Regions from separate parts of the Mus musculus genome. Here region 1 is linked to region 2. Evidence: chromatin contacts called from public Hi-C data. All regions are on one chromosome and are shown on one strand. Each heading gives the region's core, a stretch centred on a gene start, on an enhancer-like site or on the middle of the called end of the contact. The rest is flanking DNA. Distances are from core to core; before and after follow the strand shown. Region 1 overlaps 4933435C09Rik (a long non-coding RNA gene). Region 2 overlaps Rad51b (RAD51 paralog B).

What was found. A called contact is a pair of places that touch in the nucleus more often than the background predicts.
Region 1: a contact with region 2 is called in a Hi-C map of muscle stem cells, with 1.8 times the contacts expected there. The contact joins two enhancer-like sites. A contact is called at or near these places in 2 of 484 Hi-C or Micro-C datasets (embryonic fibroblasts and muscle stem cells), 1 of 115 datasets of contacts at active chromatin or transcription factors (cardiomyocytes) and 2 of 9 other capture datasets (embryonic stem cells and embryonic trunk).

Annotation. Positions count from the first base shown.
Region 1 is chr12:79,947,976-79,951,732 of GRCm38.p6, reverse strand. 4933435C09Rik (a long non-coding RNA gene) reads right to left here. Exons shown (of 3, transcript XR_381736.3): 3 at 2,242-2,741. Among named protein-coding and RNA genes, the nearest start is that of 4933435C09Rik, 13 kb to the right of the region's middle. Within about 2 kb of position 2,477, at least 74 of the 459 cell types and tissues checked have an H3K27ac peak or open chromatin away from gene starts, as enhancers often do. A contact at or near this core is called in muscle stem cells, where this site is marked.
Region 2 is chr12:79,783,904-79,787,881 of GRCm38.p6, reverse strand. The region is part of intron 9 of Rad51b (RAD51 paralog B); the gene reads right to left. Among named protein-coding and RNA genes, the nearest start is that of Gm36048, 13 kb to the left of the region's middle. Within about 2 kb of position 1,986, at least 8 of the 459 cell types and tissues checked have an H3K27ac peak or open chromatin away from gene starts, as enhancers often do. A contact at or near this core is called in muscle stem cells, where this site is marked.

The sequences.
Region 1 (3,757 bases), core at 1,228-3,727, 160 kb before region 2:
AATAATTTACTGCACTGTCTGTAGTCCCCACCTCCCTGTGTCCTATGAATAAGGATGTGTAGGCAGCTCTGCCTGTCTGCGTTGCTGGTAACCACACTCGTGGGATTTTCCACCATCCGAGCTAAATATGTGTGTGCCGTTTTCTCCCGCTAATCTGTGCTGACAGTTCACTCCAGTGACCCTTGAGAGGGCAAAGGGCGAAGGGAATATGTTTTCCTTCTCCCCTACATTACTAAAACCTACTGGACCATATGCTTTAAAATAGTAAATTTTAATCACGTGAGTTACAACTCAACTTAAAAATATAAGGATCTGATAGAAGTGACTTTGTGTCCCACCCACATCTGGCCTGATTCAGGTTGACCTTCCTGCCAAGTTGAATCTCTTTTCTCAAGAGTCCACACTCAAGGACATCTGTCTGGTTCTCAGCATGGTTCCTGCAGGCTTCCTCCACGACCCGTGGCGGAGACTTGAGCTTTGTGTTTTAGCAGCCATGGTTATTTTCCTATGGTATTATTTCTTTACTGTCTATTGCTAACTTGCTCCATAACCAGGCTCGGTTAAAAGGATAAAGGATGATGGAAAAGTGCTTTGCAACTTCCAGAAAGCATTTCCAGACTCGATTGATCTTGATCTGGCCGTACAATGACAGTCTCTAAGGCTCAGGTCCCCAAAATAGAGTCTCGCTTAGAACAACTAAGTTGTGTGTTTGAACAGGTTATGGAGAGATGGCCTCTTACCCACAGCCTACAAGGACATTACGAAGGGCCATAGGCTTTTAATGAGTAACTTCCAATGAAAGGCTTCGATTAGTCTGTGTTGTACACAATTACCTCAGTTATTAGTCATGGGGAGGATCCAGGGGTTACGTGGCTTGGCCTCATGTGCTCCCCACTTTTATCATGCTGTCTGCGAATCCATTTTCTCCAGCAGGGATGTGTGGACATTCCTCTCTTTGGAGTCAGGGTCTGAGTCACATGACTGCCTTTTGCCAGCTGTGCTGTGATCAGAACTGAGTTCCCTGGTCCTCCTGCCCTTCCTTCTTTCCTCCTTCCCTTCCTTCTTTCCTCCCTTCTTTTTTTTTTTTTACCTCTTCCTTTTCTTCTTCTTTCTATCTCAGCTTCCCCTCACCCCAGCCCAATTTTGGTAAAATATAAATAACTTAAAATAGATGATTTGGGGCTGTGTGTGTGCACATATGTATATATGGTATATGAATGATACATGTATGTATTATGTATGTATGTGTATGACGTATGTATTGCGTGTATGTGTATGATGTATCCATGTATGTATGATGAATGCATGTATGTGGACAGGGAACAACCTTGGGTGCTGTTTCTCAGGAGCCATCGCCCTGCTTGAGAAGTCTTACTGGTGTGGAACTCATCGGTAGCCTAGGCTAGGGAGCCCTAGGGATTTCCCTGCTTCTCTCTTCTAGGAGCTGATATTACAAGCACAAGCCACTGAGCCTGACTTTTTTAACTTGAGTTTTGGGGGTCTGATCTCAGGTCTTCACGCTTACATTAGCAGTGCTTTACCAAATGAGCCATCTCCTTGGCCTGTATTCCAGCCAATTTAAAACATGCAATTCTGTGGCCTTAAGTACATTCACACCTATTTGTAACCAACACCACCATCTGTCTCCAAAACTTTTTCATCTTGAAAAACATGAAACTCTGTTCCCACAAACCGATGATTTTCTCCCAACACGTAGCAGCCACAATTATACTTCCTATTTATGAATTTAATTAAGATACATACCTCTTATAAGAGGAGCCACATGACATCGGTGCTTTTCTCCCTCTCTCTCCACAACTGCAATCAAAGGGTCACATATCCCCTAGGCAAGTAAGTGCTCTACCACAGGACTCTATAATACATATTATATCACATGCACTATGTATATTATATAGTACTATCATACTATTGAAGCATACGCATGTGAATATATGTGTACTTTCCCCCACCCCCTTTTCACTTCTGCTAAATTGTCCAGGCTAGCTTTGAACTTGAGATTGTCCTGCCTCAGTCTCTTGAGCAGGTCTAGAGACCTGTGCTGCCAGGCCTGGCCTGCTTGCTTTTCTTGACAGCAAGGAGTCATGTGGCCCTGGAGCTGACCCCTCCAGGAACTTGATATGTTAACCAGGCCAGGAGGAGGGATAGGAGAGTCTCAAACACACACACACACACACACACACACACACACACACACACACACACACACAGAGAGAGAGAGAGAGAGAGAGAGAGAGAGAGAGAGAGAGCGCCCCAGACAGAGTCAGGAAGACTTTCTGTGCCCTGATGACAGCTGGAAATTCTTTCTGCTCTTCTGTGAGTCGAGTGCTACAAACAGGGGACTTTTCAAGCCCAATTCCAAACACAGGAATTCTTCCCTCGTCAGACTGTCTCCTGGGCCCCATTGAGCCAGCTGGCCTTCCCACGCAAGCCGATGCACTCAGCTGTGACTGCCCGTTCCCGGGTCAGCCTGCTCCAGCTCACCCTTGACGGAGAACACCGGCTCCCTGACAGCTTCGGCTGCTTTCTGTTCCAAGTTGCACAGAGCATCATGAAGACTTTTTTTCAAAACGTGTAGGTCAGCCACTCACAGCAGTTCCTGCGGCCTCGACTGCCATGATCTTTTTATTTATTTGGCCTGTTCTTTGGCATTCGTGACAGGGTCTGAGCCTCATACAGATCCTTCTGGCTTTTGTGGATGTGAATATACCAACTTCTTCCTCCTCAAAAAGAACATAGTGCATTGGATTTGGGATAAGAGTAGAGCTAGACTGGAATCAGGGAGACTAAGAAACAGAGGTGGGGTCCAGGGGGCCCTGGGATGTCCTATGTCAAATCTGATGGCGGGAGGCTGAGAGTGAGCTGCACTGTGCATCACCAAGGCATGAGGACACGTGGACCCCTCCCTCCAGTGACAAAATTTAGCTTTTTTTCAAATTTGTATGTGAGACTACAGTGCCGACTGTCACAGTCAGGCTGTATCCCCTTCCCTTTTGCTAAAGCCATGGACTGATGTGGCCTCCGTCTCTGTCTCACTCCCCGCCCTGCCCCACAGTCTCTCCAGGAGTTACACAGTTCTGTAAGCTCCAGAGATTCTCTCCATTGAAGATTGTGCCAATAGGAGAAACTTTGTCTGCAGGAGACCCAGCTAGAGGGGACGGAATGTAGAGGGAGCAGCAAGACTTGGAGGGGCAGAGGAAGGCCTAGAGAACAGGAAAGAGGTTATCCACCACAGAGCCTGTAAGACAGTAGCCTCCGATGCTGAAAGTCAGATGTAAGCAATCGCCCTAGAGGTTCCGAGAACAGAATGACACGTTCTCAGAGGTAACTGGGAAAGAGACTGAGCCCCAGCTGCATGTCCAAGGTCTCTCTGTTCTGACTCCAGTCCACCCAGTTGGTAGGAGGACGGTCCTAAGTGACGTCAGTATACCTACAGAGGGCACATGCAAGACTTTGGGCCACTGAGTCAGGGATTCCTTAATTTTCTGGGTACTGAATCAGGGATTAGAAGCCTGGGGCTATCTTACTCCCTGACTCTGTCCTCAGTTTTGGCAACGGAGAACTTTGGCTAAATCTGAGAACAAGATCCAATTCAAACGCAACTGGCTTTAGTTAAATATGTATGGTATACATATGACATTAAGAACGGTTCTCTGGTCAGCCAGGGCTGTGCACGCAGGGAGATGAGGCCGGCTCAGATGTTGCTCTCCTTGGGGATGAAGGAGGGGAGCTGTTCTTT
Region 2 (3,978 bases), core at 737-3,236:
GGCTTCCTTCCACACCATGGCAAAGATGGCCCCCAGGAGCTCCCTGCCCGCATTCTACCAGCTTAGCCATCCTTGTTCCAGCTAAGTCTTGGGTTTACTTTAATTGGCTTAGTCTGCGCTCACCAATTACTGCAAACCAATCTCCGTAGAAAGGGAATATGATCCTTCGGCTGGTTGGACGTGGAGCTAGTGGTTCAAGCAGCCCTGCCTGGACACACAGGTTGAAGATTAAAGAAGGGTGTTTGCTTACAGGAGAACTGCGGTACAAGCATTAAAAGAAAGGGTGAGAGAGGTCAAGGGCAAGACAAAGGCCAGGTGCTCGTCCCTGGGGGCGGGGGGAGGTCTGCCTCCCTTTCTACCATTTATACGTTGCTTGTGCTTTAGGACACGTCTTCATTTCCAAGCCTAGTTCCCCATCTGTAAGCCGAGGGCCATGGTGCACACTTGCCAGTGCTATTGAGAAAAACCATCTCATAGTATATTATAGGGGTGATGCTCCCACAAACCCTCCCTGTCTGAGGCAAAATTGGCAGATGTTATTGTTGAAGCCACTGTTTCTTGGGGACAGCAATGGAAAGCACAAAGGTTAGAGTAGAAATGACGGGGAAGAAAGTTGCAGTGCTCTCTGATTCTGATGCCAGATGCTCTAGAGTTTCTACACTTGGGCACCATCCTTCTCTCCAATTCTCTAGCCTGGTGGTTCTCAACCTCCCTAATGCTGCAACCCTTAAATACATACATGCTATGGTGACCCTCCCCACCACACCATAAAATTATTTTTGTTGCTACTTCATAACTGTAATTTTGCTACTGCTATGAATCATAATGTAAGTTTTTTGGAGACAGGTTTGCCAAGGGGGTCGTGGCCCACAGGTTACTCCCCAGTCTAACATGGCATCTGTCTCTGTCTGCTCTATGCACTTGATAGAACGGATGATCCCAGTTTCAGAGAAGCCAAGCACCTTCTCTACCCTTGTCTATGAGTCAAGGGATGTCACAATTTCAGGTGTATTTGATATTGTCTGAAAATGGCCTAGGCCCGTATGGTGGCTTGAATATGTTTGGCCCAGGGAGTGGCACTATTAGGAGGTATGGCCTTGTTGGAGGAAGTGTGTCACTGTGGGGGTGGGCTTTGAGACCTTCCTCCTAACTAACTGCCTTTGGAACAAGATGTAGAACTCTCAGCTCCTCTGGTATTATCTCTGCCTGCATGCTCACTGCCTGCCTTGAATGTTGTCCTTTATAAGAGTTGCCTTGGTCATAGTGTCTCTTCACAGCAATTTAATCCTAACTAAGACAGCCCATTATAACTTAAAGTGGGTAATTAAGAAGGCTAACTTCATTTATTTAGACATATTTATAGAATTTGAGCCTAAAGTTGGGGAGTGATAAGAACCACAATCACTAACAATTCTGCCACTGAAATTCTTTATGTATGAGACAGGGAGGTGGGGGTGACGGTACTTACCTTACAAGGTGTGGTGGTTAGGTTAGATGGGTTATCTACGTCACTGTAGTACCTCACAAATGTCTAAATACTCAGTACCCATTAGCTATTGTTGTTAAGCATTATGGCACTAGAGAACACTAATTTAATCAGCTTATTGATCTTTTCCAAATGAGAGATCCATTCCCTCTGAAGGAGGGGAATTTTAAAGGGATCTATCTACCCAGTCTTCTAGGTAGAGCAGTATGTTACTGAAAAGAGAACTCTGTAGTCTCTGGCCCCAACTTGTCCCTTTGTGGTAGGCCTTGTGGACCATCCTCTGAGGCTACAAGTAGAGTATGCCAGTGGGAACACACCATTGCCCGCCTTTGCTATGCCTCTGAGCTCCAGAAGGAGTTCTTTGCCCAGCTCTGGACTTCATAAACAGCCATGAGAAGAGAAATTAGCCAAAGTTCAATTGCGTATCAAAGAAACCCACAGAGCCAGAGAGCTCTCCCAGGACCCACACAGCTGCTTTGTCTACTGCCAAGCCATGGCCCTAATGCATGGATACGCCTGTCAGCCAAGAGCCAAAGCCACAAAGCTCTACCAGCCCAGTTAGCCCTGGCATTCTGATATACCAAGGGATCTATTATTTGGGCTGTTGTCTCATTGTCAAGAGTAAAGATAGAAATACCAACCCCATCTGTAAGCCAGTGTACTAAAACCACTACCACTATCCTCCCAAGTTACCCTACCCCTTACTGTGAGAACGGGCCTATTGCCTTGTGTGATAAAATGGGAAAAAATGCCAGTTTTCCCCACTGGTTAGCTGTGGTCTGATTTCTTTGTGGTCAGTCTTTCCTATGAGCCTGACTTGGATGGGCCAGTTTCTATGTCCAAGTGCACATACTTGGATCCTATGCCAGGGTCCCACGAGAGGCATGGGTCTATCTCAATTTGTCTCTAAAGGGAAATCGTCCTATGGTTCAAATGTGTTTTCTACCTCAGAGTATAGCAGAGGGGTTCACAGCTCTATCTATCAGTGATACTTGTTTCTTCAAATGGTTACCCCAGACTCGGTGGCTACAACTGTCCCTTCTAAAAAGCGAGATGTTTTGTACTCCAAATGTGTCTCTACTTGGAATTCTGAAGTTACAGATAGCAGCTTGTCAACTCTGGAGAAGTTTATTTCATCTAAGCCAACCAATGTTTATTGGACATGTAGTCTGTGTCAAGCACTGAGCTGGAATTCTGCTTAAGAGCCAGAGGCAATGGGAGCCAGAGGCAATGGGAGCCAGAGGACTGTACTTTTTTTGGTGGTGGTTGACAAGAATGTTGGGTACAGAATCTCTAAGGCTAGGCCATAGGGTCAGCGCTGAAAAGTTCTATGAAAGACCACATACTGCAAAGTCTCAATCAGATCATAAAATTATCAATAAAGGGTAAATTATGAATATCTGTGGATTTCTAGGATGCTCAAACTCCATCCCATTAAAAGCACATTTGTTTTTAGAAGCACAGAACTTAAAAATCAATTTTAAGTAAAAAAATTTTTTTTGACATGGAAATGTAATCTATCTTTACAAAGTGATTTATCTAAAATTTTGGCAGAAATTACTGTACCGAACCCTAAATTTGGCCACAGTGGAGACTGATTCCTCAGAATTCCCACTTTGTGACCACCCTGCCATCTAATAAAAAAACCTATGCCATGTTTTGGATCTGAGCATTTGAAAACAGAAAGAAATGCGACAGGTCAAAATTCCACAGTCCCTAGCATTCTGATTACTTGCAAATCCATACAAGGTTCGTGTATCTCTCTCCTCTCATTCTGTCGGTCTCTGAGTGTCTGCCCGTCACCAAGTGGTGAAAACTTAAAGGCTATGCTGGTGCGTCCGGCATGTGGAAAACCACTCCCTGGTTCTCTCTGCCCCGAGACATCCAGAGGCTCGTGAAGATGCTCTTAGACACCCAAACAGACTAATCTGTCCACCCGTGCACGTACCCAACACCATTAAACACTCCTTTGAAAAACTGCGTGCTTTGCACAGACTTGCTGGGAAGCCACAGGCTGAGTTCTCAGTCACTAGCCAAGGAGAGATGGGATCCAGCCCATCCCTTAGACCACAGGAAAAAAAAACGCTTTCCACCACAGAGCTGGCTGCAAAATGTATTCTTTTTGTAGGAAACAAAATGTTTCCAGCCTTGGGCTTTTTTTTTTTTTTCTTTTCTTTTCTTTTTTTTTTTTTTTTTTTTTTGTCCTTTCATTGCTATTGAGTAGGAAAGGCAAAGGCTCAAGCAAGAGGCCAAGTAAACATCTGGGAAAACCAAAACCAGGTTCCTCTGCTGGAGAGGAGCCGGCGTTGAGTGAGCAGTTCACTGGGTGAGTCCCAGGCCTTGGGCAGCTCTGGGTCAACCCAACACAGGCAGTTCTTTACCTGTTTATGGCCCTGCTTTGATCTGACCTCACTACAGCTCTACATACTAAGTGAAGTTAGACAAGTTGCTTTACTTTTCTGAGCCTCAGTCTGATCTCAAGTGTGACTTCT